Linked DNA regions of Rattus norvegicus: region 1 is linked to region 2. Evidence: chromatin contacts called from public Hi-C data. All regions are on one chromosome and are shown on one strand. The core of a region is the stretch at or near the end of the contact, and the rest is flanking DNA. Distances in the headings are between cores, read along the strand shown.

Region 1 (6,474 bases), core at 1,260-3,759, 710 kb before region 2:
AAGTCTGTAGCTGAGGAGGCTTTTAACTTCTTCTTCCCTTGCACAAATTCCAAGCATTTCACACAACATCCAGGATATTACCCAGGGCCTCATACACAGTAGCAAGCACTTTACCAACTGAGCTATATCCCCAACCGCAAACACTTATTCACAGAAGAATCAGTATTTGAAAAATAAACATTTTGGGCTGGAGAGATGATTCAGTAGAGCGTTGGCTGCTCTTCCAGTTTAATTCCCAGCAGCCACATGACAGCTCACAACTACAGTTCCAGGGGATTGGACACCTCACACAGGCATACATTCAGGCAAAACACTAATGTATATACAAGATAAAAATAATTTAAAAAAAAAAGAAGAAGCATGACATGGTTATTAAGGACAAAAGAAACCAGCTGAACTATGTTAGAGTTAATATCGGGTAACAGAACCAAGCACCTCATTGGACATGAGTTTTCTTCTATCTATGAAACTATTTTAATACCAATATAGGAATTTATATCATCTCACTCAAACTAATTCTAAATTAAGATTTCAATTTCTGTTATTGGTTGGCCTGGGCAAAGAAATCAATCATAGAACTCCATCAACCTAAAACTTAATCAACTGTTTTCAAAAATATACTGCCACTTAATATTTTCATCTAACTGTACTTAAAAGAAGCAAATAAATTATCACGTTTTCTGCCTAATCCCATAACCAAAACAGGCACTGCTGATCTAACAATGCTTAAAAATCTCAACTACTCCATCCTCAACCTAATCTAAAGAGAAATGATTGGAGGTGGGGGTGGGGAGCTGGGGAGAGCAGATGTTAACACCAGGAAAAGAAATAGTATCCTCTAGGGGAAACTTAGCGGTGCTACCTGTAATACAACTGTTCAGGAGGCTAAAGCAATATCTTTTTTTTTCTTCTTCTACAACAATCATTAACCAACTTACTATTGAAAAAAAAAACAAAAAACAAAAAAACAAACCTTCCAGAAACTGTACTTTTGAAGTTGTTGTTAAACCCTGATGGGATAGAAGTCCACACAATCAATTTTGGAAACTATAGCCTATTCAGCAAAGCAACAATCCTCCAAAAGAATGTACATGTATTCCAAGAAAACAAAACCGATGCCAGTTTTAGCAAAAAGGTTTGATTCTAATCAAAGGTGGAGCGCGTTTAATGATGTGCCGGCCCTTCCAGAATAAAATTACACTGGAGATAGAAAGACAGCTCAGCAGTAAAAAGTGCTTGCTGTTCTTAGTACCTAACCACAGCAGTCAGCTCACAGCCACCTGTAACTCCGGTTTCCAAAGGCCTGGCCTCCAAAGGCATCCACGTATTTCACATACATACTCGAACATATATGCAAGTAAAAAATAACAATAATAAACTTACATGTTAGCCTCAAAACTTCTAGAACTGTATTCCTCACGAAAGACCCCCCACCTTTCTTCAATTTAAACACTCCTGATGTCCTGCTCCATAGATTCAAAAGCGCCCTTAACATAATCTTATGTTACATTCAGTTCAGACTCATGTAAGTTTCTGGGTTTATGACTCCATACCCCATTCATTTTGTACTAACACAAACCACTAAATATAGCTCTAAAACATTAATGATTAGGAGCTAATTATATAAGTGATTCATACCTCTTATGTCCAGACACCAAGATCCCAGGATGATTCTGTCAGACCTAAGGGGAAAGTAAACAATGAACACCTGTCACAAAAGCTTTCCAAATTGGGAAGCCCCAAACAGTTACTGTCAATCGCCAAATACTATTCCTTCCCCAACTCCCAACTTCACACCCCACCAGGCCAACAGTCTGACTGACTGCGTGAGGCGCAAAGGGATCCGGGTTTTTCTAGTCCTCCTCACAGCCCTGCCTTTCTCTTCTTAATCTGGAGTGTTGACACCTCAAGTCCGTTTTCCTTTCTGGACCTCGGTTATCAGTGTAAAGTGTGCTGATAGCCAGGGTAATTGACTCCTCAGTGGCTTCAGACAGTCAGCACCGGCACACGCACCCATCTGGGACCCTCCCCACATTCTTGCTCTGGGCACGCATCACCTTCTGGACTTTGTAGACCAGCTGGCCTACCGGGCCGGCCGGCCCGCACGCAGCCGGTGCACGCCAGACCTCCACACGCACACGTGCTCCCAGACAGTACCGGGTCTCGCACCCTCTCCCTGTCACACACCCCTTCCCAGAGAAGTGATGTCCGATCCCGGTCGAGGAAGTAGCCGTAGATCCACCTGGTACCCGCCACCCGGGCGACGCCTCCAGCCTCTCCATCACCTTCCCCTCCGGCCCCACACCCCGCTCGCCCAGTCACTCACCAGCCGCGCCGCCCGGCCGACTTCTCCGCGGCCTCCCGGCCCGGGCAGCCAAAAGGCCGCAGGGGGCCGGGGGGCCGCTTTCGCCACCGCCGCCGCCTCTCCTCAGCCCAGCCCCATCGCCCTCGGCCGGAGCCGGCGGCCGCGGGTCGCTCGGGCTCGAGGGTCCGCCGCCGCGCGTCGCGGCTCCGGCTGTGGGAACAGAGACGCCGCGGCGGGGCCCGGGCCGCACCGGGCGCAGGGGCGCCCGCGCTCCGCTGTCGGCGCCTGCGGCAGCGGCAGCGGCGACGGCGTGCAGCCCGGCAGGGCGAGAACAAGGGAGCGCGGCGCGGAAGACCGGCAGGGGAGGGAGGCGGTCTGCGCTGCGAAGCGGCCACCCGCCGTCGGCGACGAAGCAGACCCCCTCCCCGCGGCCTCGGCGCCCGGTCACGCTGCGGGGAGGGCCGGCGGGCACACGGGGAGCGCCCCGCGAGCTCAGGACTCCCGCGCCGGATGTGAGGTCACGTGATTGCCTCATCCCAGAGCCCAGCGCGGAGGGGCCGTCAGGGGGCGGGGCAACCCTGTGGTTCCGCCCACCTCCCCGCTTACGGGCCCCCAGCCCGCCTAAGCAAGAACCGCTAGCGGGATGCTCTTTAGGACACGTTTTGCGGTAGGCGATCAACTGTGTGTTGCTTGCAACGCAAGAAGAGCATAGTCCAAAGTCCCATTTTCTAAACAAAGACACTGAGGCCCAGTGATAAGTGCAGGCTTGTCTAGAGTGGCAATCAGAAGGACGCCTGTGCTAGCAAGGTGGAGAGCGAAGTCCTAGCTCCTAGCTCCTCCGGACCCAGATTCTTTCCCTCCTTTATCCCCACCTACACCAAAAACAAAACACTTTAATTCCAATGGAACTCCTGGCCTAGCCCGCGGGAGTGGGACAGAGAACTGTCAGGTAGGTAAGAGAAAGCTTCCATAAGGGAGACAGCCCGGCCTTAGGGAGGAGTTTCTTCCGACAGCGCTGGAAGCAAATTAAATACTTCCCTCCACAAGAGATTTATCTTGGGGCACTGCCCCGCCCGGATATTCAAATCGCGGTTTTGGTTTTCACTGCCTTCCGCTCTTTTGAGCGCGGGAAGCTGAGCCTGCCACCTGCTGCTACCAGCTCCGCCATCTTTCCACTCTGAGTCGACTTCACCTGCATCCCAGACGCCTGGACATCACTCGTTATTGTTCTCCCGCCTTCCTTCAAACATAACTTTTAGCTACTTAACTGTCTTAGAGGAGGGAACAGCTTGCCCTCAACTTCTGTTCCCACACTTGGTCACCGTCCACCAGAGAGGCATGGAGCGTCCAACCTCTTGGTCCACAGTGGAGAATGGCACCGCATTTGGGTCAGTAATGTGCCCTAGATACATGGCCCTAATATACTTCATTGGGAACAATAAGGATGCTGCCCCTGCTTTCCAACCGCGGTGATTGGGGGCCTGGGTAGCAGCCATGGACTTCTTTCTACCAGGTGATGTGGACACCACAGTAAAGGAAGATGGACCACAGCTGTGTCTTCCCAACTCCTGCTCGCCATTGTGTTTCAGCTCTCAATGTGTTTCCTAGCTCACTTGTGCTGAAGTAAATGGTACAGAATTGAGGAAGCCTGGGCAGGGCTGAACAAATCCTGCACACACTACTTCCCAGCTCCCTTAGCAGCAGGTTATTTAACCTCTCAGATCTTAAACAAGCTCAAGCCTCTTCAGGTCCTATAAATAAAACTGTCAAGCCAACCATCCACTTAGAGAGCCCTCTTCAATTAGCCATCAAGTGATTCTGACCCTCTTAAACAGTGGTCTCTCCCTGACGGCCTCTACTTCCTCATTCCTCAACTCTTTCTTGGCAAACGGAATATACAAACACACACACACACACACACACACACACACACACACACACACACACACACACACACACACACACACACACTGCTCAATTGACAGTAACCCTTGGCCTTCGTGTCATCCACCATTGGGGCAGAGCTGTCTTCAGCGGTACCTCTCAGCATCTCTGTCCCATTTGACACTGTGGATGTGTCCTCACCTTCTGAAATTCCTTCCTCAGCCTGCAGAGGCTCTCCCAGTTGTCAAGTCACTGTAACTAAGACCTCTGCCTTCCTCAGTGGCATCCTTAAGTTGGCAGCAATTGTGAGGCATCCTAAGCCCACAGCTGGACCCACTCGGCTTCACTCACTCTGGGAGGATCATCTCCACCCTTGCTTTGAACTCCCACGTCAGCCAGATGTCTTTTACAAAACAGAGAATCAAATATCCAACTGCCTGTCATGCATCTCTATGGGGGGTCACAGAGAAACACCAACAGTGTATCCAAAACTGGAACTCTTCCCTGCCTTTATAACTGCCCCACCCAAAACTATTAGCACCACCATCACATAACCATCTGAATTAGGAAATTAGGAATAGATGAGTCACAGGTGATGAGTCACCAAACCCTATCTGTTTCACAGCAAATTCCTACCTCCATTCCTCTGGCACCCATCCCTTCTAAACTATGCTGCTTTGGCAGCCTCCAACAGCCTTCTTCGGGAGAACACATCCTCCACCCTGTCTCAAAGTCCTGTCTAAAATGCACACCTACTTAAAGCTCTATGGTCAATGCACTCAGGCTTTTTAAAAAAATTGTTATTAAATGTATTTGTGGGAGTGGGGGGCACATCTTGGCACAAGTGTGGATGTCAGAGGGCAATCTTTTGGAGTTGGTTCTCTGGTTGCATGCTGTGGATGGAACCCACAGGTGGTCAGGCTTGGTACCTGCCTGCCATTCTACAGGCCATTTAATGTATATGAGTACACTGTAGATGTCTTGTCTTCAGACACACCAGAAGAGGGCATCAGAGCCCATTACAGATGGTTGTGAGCCACCATGTGGTTGTTGGGAATTGAACTCAGGACCTCAGGAAGAGCAGTCAGTGCTCTTAACTGCTGAGCCATCTCTCCAGCCCAGTTGGGGTTTTAAAGACACTACAAGCCCACACTTGGTGATTCATGCCTGTACAAACAATCAGCACTTGGGAGGTAGAAGCATAGTGAGTTTAAGGCCAACTTTGACTGTATGAGACGCTGTCTCAAGACAACAAGCCAGAACAAACTTGAAAAGCCCAGACTTCAAGATGCAGCCAAAATTTTCAAACTAAGGCAACACGCATATATGAATGTTTTACCTGCATGTATGTCAGTGTCCCACATGCCTGCCTGATACCCTTTGGGGTCAGAAGAGGTTGTTAACTCCCAGAACTGGAGTTATAGACAGGTGTAAGTTACACTGTACGTGATGAGAATTGGACCTGGACACTCTGGAAGGCTGTCAGCTCTCTCCAGTCCGTTATTTACTTTTGAGATGATGCCCCTCTATGTTACCTTGACTGATTGAAACCCACTATGTACCCCAGAATGGCTTAAAATTTTGTGGCAATCCTCCAGTGGGTGATGAGACTGCAGGCTTGTTCCTCCTCACCCACCATCTCTCCCCCTTTCTATCACATTTTCTGTCAACTATTGTCATAGTTTGAATAGGCTTAGCCCAGGGAGTGGCACTATTAGGAGGTGTGGCCTTGTTCGAGTAAGTGTGTCATTGTGGGCATTGGGCTTAAGACCCTCATCCTAGCTGCCTGGAAGTCAGTCTTCCACTAGCAGCCTTCAGATGAAGATGTAGAACTCGCAGCTCCTCCTGCACCATGCCTGCCTGGATACTGCCATGCTCCCACCTTGATGATAATGGACTGAACCTCTGAACCTGTAAGCCAGCCCCAATTAAATGTTGTCTTTATAAAAGTTGCCTTGGTCATGGTGTCTGTTCACAGCAGTAAAACCCTAACTAAGACAATTATGTTCGATTATATAGTCTTGGGATTCTTCCTCTTCGTTAAACCTTTGTTCTCGTTCTCTCTCTCTCTCTCTCTCTCTCTCTCTCTCTCTCTCTCTCCCTCCCTCTCTCTCTCTCTCTCTCTCTCTCTCAGACACACACACACACACACACACACACTCATGTACACTCATGCACACTCACACACACACTGCCTGAAAGCCAAAGATAACCTCTAGTGTATGCAGTAACATATTCTTCCCAGGTAACCTTGTCTACCATGGCTGTAGCTATCATCTGCATGT
Region 2 (6,854 bases), core at 4,046-6,545:
GAAGCGCAAGGCCCTGGGTTCGGTCCCCAGCTCCGGGAAAAAAAAAAAACTCAGTCCCCTCTCCTCATCCTCTCTGAAGAAGCTGCTCCTGCAGGGATTTCCTTCTCCCCTCCCCTCAGACTCTGCTCCCTCACCTCCTTACCAGCGAGCCTTCCCAGGCCACCTACACAGGGCAGCCAAGTCCTCACCCAGAACATTTGCACACCCCCAGCTCCTTGTCTTGCTTTGCTTCTCTTCATGGAACCTGCTCTGTTACTTATTTAAAACGTAGCTTCTCACACATATTTCCATGGCGGCCGAGTGTGAGCCCCCAGAGGGCTGTCCTGTGGCTATGGTTCACGGGAACCCAGGGCAGCGCTTATCCAGGGTAAGCATTCAACACCTGCTGGGTGGATAGACGCGAAAATGAGTACGGGCCACAAAAGACATACGCAGGGGACTATGGGAAAGATAGGGCTCAGGACGGAAATGGTGATACCTGAGCAGACAGAATGGTGACAACACAGGACCAGCGGAGGTGACAACACAGGACCAACGGAGGTGTCAACACAGGACCAGCAGAGGTGTCAACAGTGGCTGTGCGGGACTGGGGCTGCTTCTGAGGGCCACTCACTGAACTTAGTTTATCAAGGAGACAGGGGAGGAGGGCCACATTTGATTTTGGACAAAGTCAAAGCCACAGAAACACTGGGCTGAACTACAAGCAACACAGATCTGTTGGTTCGAGCTACAGCAGCCATCCTGGGCCATGACAAGGGCTTACCCTGGGGAGGGTGAGACAGTGATCTAGAAAGAGCCTCCTGGCTGCATGGGGCTCTCACGCCAGCCAGAAATGCTTCCCTCCAGACCATTTAAATGAGAAACCAGTCCAAACGAACGTGTGACATCAGCTTCTTGTCGGGCTTTCTGGGTACACCCTGTTGGATCTGACACAGTAAGAAAAGCTGACGGAAGAGCTAATCTCAGGAAGGCATGAGGGCGCACACTTATAACCCAGCACCAGGATTTCGAGGTCCAGGCCATCCTGGGCTACAAAGCAAAACCATACAGAGGTAGAGGTCAGAGAGTCTACTTGACACAGGGACAAAGGAGGAGCTCGGAAGTGAATCTGCAGAAAGGGACACCCAATCTCAAGCTCTAGGATGACAAGCTAGAGAAGGAAAGCAAGGCTGGATGTGCCAGGAAACACAGGAGACCTAACTGGAAATCATGTGGTACGGTGACAACGGCACCCTCCCAAGTTGGCTGAGACAGAAAGAGAGCCATCACGGGCAGCAGAGGCCAGGGAGCCTGAGCTGGCTCCAGGAGGTCAGTAGGAAAGTCTCAGGCTCATCCCAGAAATGCCTGTGCCTCTCCATCTAAATGCACATCCTAGGCACCACCAGGACAGTGTGGACCAGAGACCGGGGCATGACCCAGGAGGTTTTTAGTATTATTAGGGAGCATGTGATTGGAGTGGAAAGATGGACTATCCAAGCAGCTCCTACATTGGTAACTGGGACACAGCAGGTTCAGACGTTTGGTTACAAAGTACTCCCACGGTCAGGACATAACAAGCTAACACATTTCGAAATTTTCTCTCTAAGAGTCAAAATGAGACTTTTTTCTGGTTCCCTGAATGTTTCTTCTAATATTTAATTAACCGTAACATAACCCAAGGTTACTAAAACGTTCTCTATTTATTTCCGGTGTTTATCACTTGAAGGTGACTTGGGAATGCGACTGTGAGCACAGACACAGTCCTGTGCCAGCTCTATATCTTGTGGACATGACAGAGTGCCAGGCTCTCCCTGGAACAAGCCCCAGGCTGTCTCTAGAAGGCTGGGTACCGAGGAGCCACCTCCAGAGACAGACAGACAGACAGATAGACAGACAGAGACAGAGACACACAGAGAGGTAATCTTCAAAAGGGAGAAACTGTAGTCTGGATGCTGTTTCACCTTGGGTCACCTCGGAGGCAGCCACTCCCCGGTGGCCTTGCAGAGTCTGTTCCTGAAGGTCTTCACGGTGCTTTGACCTGTTCGAGAAGTTCTGATTTCCTAATCAGTGCTGAAAGAAATAAGTTCTTGAACAAAAGATGCTCATACACCAAGAGTGTGGTGTCAGGGGCAGACAGGGCAGCTAAGAGATGCCAGGGGCAGGAGTGTGGTCAGCGTCACAGCACTTTCCTAACCCTGCAGGCAGGACAGAGCTGGAGCACATTCTAGGAAGACTGAAGGCACCGGTGAATGGCTTGTGGTATAGGGACCTTTACAAAGCCCAGCAAGAATCAAATGACAGCAAGTGAAGCAAGCCTTCTTTGGGGAGCAGGGGTACCTTTTACCACAGAAACAGCTTCACAAAATACAAATTTATAATCAAGGGGAGCAATGTGACCCCAAGATTGATAAGCCTTTAGCTGCCTGCTGCTAAAGGTTAGAGAAGTGGTTAGAGAAGTGGTTAGAGAAGTGGCTCTCAACCTTCCTGATGCTGTGACCCTTTAATAATAGTTCCTCATGTTGTGGTGACCTCCAACCATAACATTATTTTTGTTGCTACTTAACTGTAATTTTGCTACCGTTTGTAATGTAAGTATCTGTGTTTTCTGCTGGTCCTGGGTGACCCCTGTGTGAAAGAGTCAGTCAACTCCCAAAAGGGTCTCAACCCACAGGTTAACAACTGTTGAGTTAGAACCACTAGCTTACACCTCAACAGGAAAGGTGACAGTCTCTTCAGGTCATTTGCAGCTGCCACCAAGCTTTGTGTGAGGGCTTGTAGCTGTCAGAGATGGGCTCCACGGAGCAGGAAACACATACTCCAAGACAGCAGTCTGACCTTCAGGCCAACTACAGGGCAGGAACTGTGTAGAGGCAGGTGATATGGCAAAGCACCACAGCGGGAAATTATCAATGGGAAAAACACAGACTCTTCAGCCGTGGGTCCGTCCCCTGCACGCCTCCAAGGAGCTGACGGCATTGGAAGAGCAGCAGGATTTGGGATGGAGACAGTATCCAACACAGGGAATGACATGAGCTTAGTTAGGCACACAGGCTAGGCTACAGTGTGCATACCTGATGAAGGGCAGGAATCTGGAAATGCAGAGCAGGCCCCAGCTGCTCTCCCTGCTGCAGCAGAGCATGCTGGTCTTCAAGGTGACCTGGTGAAACCCAAGACCTGCCTAGACTGGCCCTATGTCTTCTCCCTGGAATAGTAAGGTTTCTCCAATGTTAGAATGCTGGGATCAAACAGGGACAGGCTGAGTTACCTCTGGAGACTGCAGATAAGCAAAGCAGGATAGGCTCTGGAACAAACCCCTGGTGAAAGACACTTCTAGATCCTACAGGGTGAAATTCCAGTCCAGGTACCCTTTCCTGACCATAGCGGTTGTCCTATCTTCAGTGCTATGAGGGGAGCAGGAATGGAAAGGTCCTTCAGGCTACGGTGGGTCAGGCTTGGAAGGTTCCCGAACATAAGGACGTACTCGATATAGTCTGGGAGCCAGGTGTGGTGGCGCACAAAGAGTGGAGCACTCAGGAGCGCTGGCACAAGTTCGAAGCCAGCCTGAGCTACACAATGAGTTCCCAGGTTAGTTTAGACTACAGAGTGAGATCCTTTTAAAATAATAATAATAGTCAATCCAATCAGGGCTATGCATACCTGTGATCCAACACTCGGAGACAAAGGCAGAAAAAGACTGGTCAAGGCCAGTGTGGTCTGGATAGCAAGCCCAAAAAACAAAAGAAACTGAGGGCATAGCCATGAGTCCAGGAAGGAGAGTCAAGGAAGAGCTCTACCAAGCAACAGGGACATCACTCTAGTCAACACAAAACTGCCTTGGACCCCTGAACACAGCATGGTCCCTGGCACCAAGCTAGGTACAGGGACAAGGAATTCTGCTCTTGATTCAATATCTTCCACCAACATCAGATTCCATCCTTAAAGACCATCGGCCCCTCTTTCCCAATAATCAGACTCTGAACCCCCTCCGGACAACCAATGCATCAAAATAGATAGGGCAAGCAAGTTGATGAGAGTAACAAGCTCGTAGGTCAAGAACCCAATCCTGGACAAACAGAGGCAGGTGATAAATCAGAGGCCAGAAGAGGTGGGAGCTGCTGGGAAGTCAGGCTGGTGGGTTCAAATCTGTATCCCTTGGAGCTTTTCCTCTGGAGGAGGAACTTGTGGCTTATCTAACTGGTTCACGTTCTTAAGGGCAAGAGGGAAAAGGACACAGAGAGGACATGAGATCCTCCCCCCCCCCCGCCCCCAGAATACTACTGAGGAATTCCAGTTTAACCCTGATACTTCTAGAGGCCTCCCCAAGATCCTGACTAGAAGACAGCTCAGAGTGATGACTATTGTGTGCCTTCAAAAGGGACAATTCCATTCTCAGAAGTCAAAGAATATGAGGAGTGTAGACTGTAAAGGCACTTCTTATGAATGAACTCTGGGAAACTAGCAAAATAGGGCGGGCTGATCTTTCAGGAAACGGTGCCGGATGAAGCGGGAGAGGGACTAGTTAACGCTGCCGATCCATCCCAGTTAGTCTGACTCTAGGACACGCCCCCAGACCAGATCTCCAGGACGCTGGACAAGCATGTGCAGGACAGGGTAGAGGATATTAGACAGGCTACAGGCACAGGAATCGAACACCGCTCACTGGAGCTACCAGTGACAGCTCAGAGAACAGACGTGGGCCATCCACCTCTCACCTTGCACTTGAAACCGGCGGCGGGCGGCAGGAGCTCCCGCAGCAGGGCCTTGGCCACCTCGCGGCTGGCCTCTTCGCTCACGAAGTGGAGGTTAAGCACCTCGTGCGGCTCGAACTTGGCGAGGCGCAGCAGGGAGCGCAGCGCCACTCGAGCCTTGGCCTGCAGCGCCGCGTTGTGCTCCGCCTTGGTGAACATCATGAGCAGGTGGTAGTCCACCGGGACCGCCAAGCCGCCCTCCAGGTTCTTGGCCTTGGCACCGGAGGCCGGCGCCGCGGAGCCCCGGGCCAGCTCGGGCACGGGCGGCGTGGGCGCGGCGGCCCCGGCGCGGGCCTCCTTCAGCCTCTTGGTGGCGCTGGAGAAGGTCTCCCGGCCCGAGCCCAGGTAGTAGAAGGCGCACACTGCCAGCGCCGCGGCCAGCAGCAGTGCGCAGTAGTGCGAGCGCACCGCGCCCAGGCGCGCCATGGCCCGAGCGCACGCGGCCCCGCCTCGGAGGAGGTCCATGCGCCGGAGCCGGCGGCCCAGCAGCCGGGCCCACTCAAAGCAGCACTCCAGGGCCCGGAGCCCGGCAGCGGGCGGCGGCCATAGCGGGGGCGGGACCGCGCTGCCGGGAGCCAATCGTGACCGTGGACACCTAAAGGGCGGGGCCATCGCAGCCGCTAGGTCCTAGGTTCCGACGGGTTAGACGCCAGCTCTCCTTTGCAGATTTTGGCTGCCAGACTTGAGAGGCTGACACCAGACCCTAGACTGGGTCGGCCTGCTAGAGGGGGAATCTTGGTCTTGAAATAACAAACGCTTCAATATAAGACTTATGTAGATAAAGCTACCTTTTCTGTCTCCACATTTGTCTTCTCTCTCTCCTCCCTCTTCCTCTCCTTCTCCCTGACCTTCTCCCTCCCTCTCCACTAGTTAGGAAACTACCTAGAGTTGAAACATTTAAACCAGAAGGTCCTTCTTGTTTCACACATAGGTTTATTAACACCCCAAATGAAAATGGCTTTCCCCATCTCCCTTCACACCTCTGGGATAACCCGGAGAATATCCATGGCCAGCAGGGGGACTTTACTGTCCAAAACTGTAGTCCCTGCAGAGAGCTCCCAAGAAACACCAAAATTGTTTAATTGGCTTGCAAGACTTGAGGGAAAACATGAGATGTCCCAGAAAGTTTTGAAAAATCTTAACTGGGGCATACTGAAGTGACTTAACAAAGCACTAGCCTGCAGCCATTTAACCATCATCAGTCAACAATGCCAGGCAGACAAAAATTCATTAACTTCAGGTTTTTAAGACTTGGCGATATAACAAAAGTTCTGAAGGAAATTGGTCTGCATGCTTCAAAGCGGTGGAGGTAAGAATGCTCAAATGTTCCCGAGTATACAACGGGCTAGCCTTGCCCCCGAGGATGGCATTCACCTGCCCCAGCATCACGTGCTTCCAACTCTGTCCTTTTCCACGGGAACAACAAATCTGAAAAGCAGCCAACCTCTGAAACAGGCCCGGCGGGTTCAACACATACTACTCACCACCGGCAGGGGGACCCCAAGAGGGCAGAATGATCACAGTTGGTAAAGTCATCTGATCCTTACAATTCCATGATATGCAGATATTTGCAACAGGCCAAAGCATGTGATTTCCAAAGCACAACTCATATTCAGTGAGTAATTCAAGTTCTGAGTTGTATTTTCCATGGACACATGGGACAGGAAGTCCAGGCCAGCTCTACCGCTGCCAACTATTACACACCCAGTGGTTACGTGCTTACTCTGAGAACAATTATGCCCAGATGTAAAAGAAAGGCAACATCACCATCGCAGATAGGAAAGACAATAAGGTGCCTGACATTGAATAACTTAAATCCAGGAGACATTAAACTTACCAAAATAAGTGTAAATATCCAATAGCTATAAAAAAAAATTAGTAACCGCAACTTTTCTGAGGTGTTTATAAATACTACCCCAAATCTCTAAATAATTCTGCAACTTGTACCTTTTAGTCCCCACCCATAACATCGATCAAGTGATCTGTCTCTGTTTCTCTCTCTCTCTCTCTCATTATTCAACAATTTTTCAACTAATGACTTATTTTCAGACATTTAGCCCTTTAATTCATGCCAAAGAAATAAAGCAACTTAAACCAAGGTCAAGAAAATACTCAAATAATTCTCAA

The links. Hi-C and Micro-C count contacts between places; a contact is called where the count stands out from the background.
Region 1: a Hi-C map of prefrontal cortex shows a contact between it and region 2, with 4 times the contacts expected there. The contact joins the promoter of Atp13a3 here to the promoter of Xxylt1 in region 2. A contact is called at or near these places in 4 of 12 Hi-C or Micro-C datasets (frontal cortex, hepatocytes, mammary epithelial cells and 1 more).

What each region holds. Positions count from the first base shown.
Region 1 is chr11:83,866,253-83,872,726 of GRCr8, reverse strand. It overlaps Atp13a3 (ATPase 13A3), which reads right to left and starts at 2,509. Exons shown (of 33, transcript NM_001109369.2): 1 at 2,327-2,509; 2 at 1,639-1,682.
Region 2 is chr11:83,161,873-83,168,726 of GRCr8, reverse strand. Xxylt1 (xyloside xylosyltransferase 1) reads right to left here and starts at 5,295. Exons shown (of 4, transcript XM_344027.10): 1 at 4,692-5,295. The coding sequence starts at 5,192.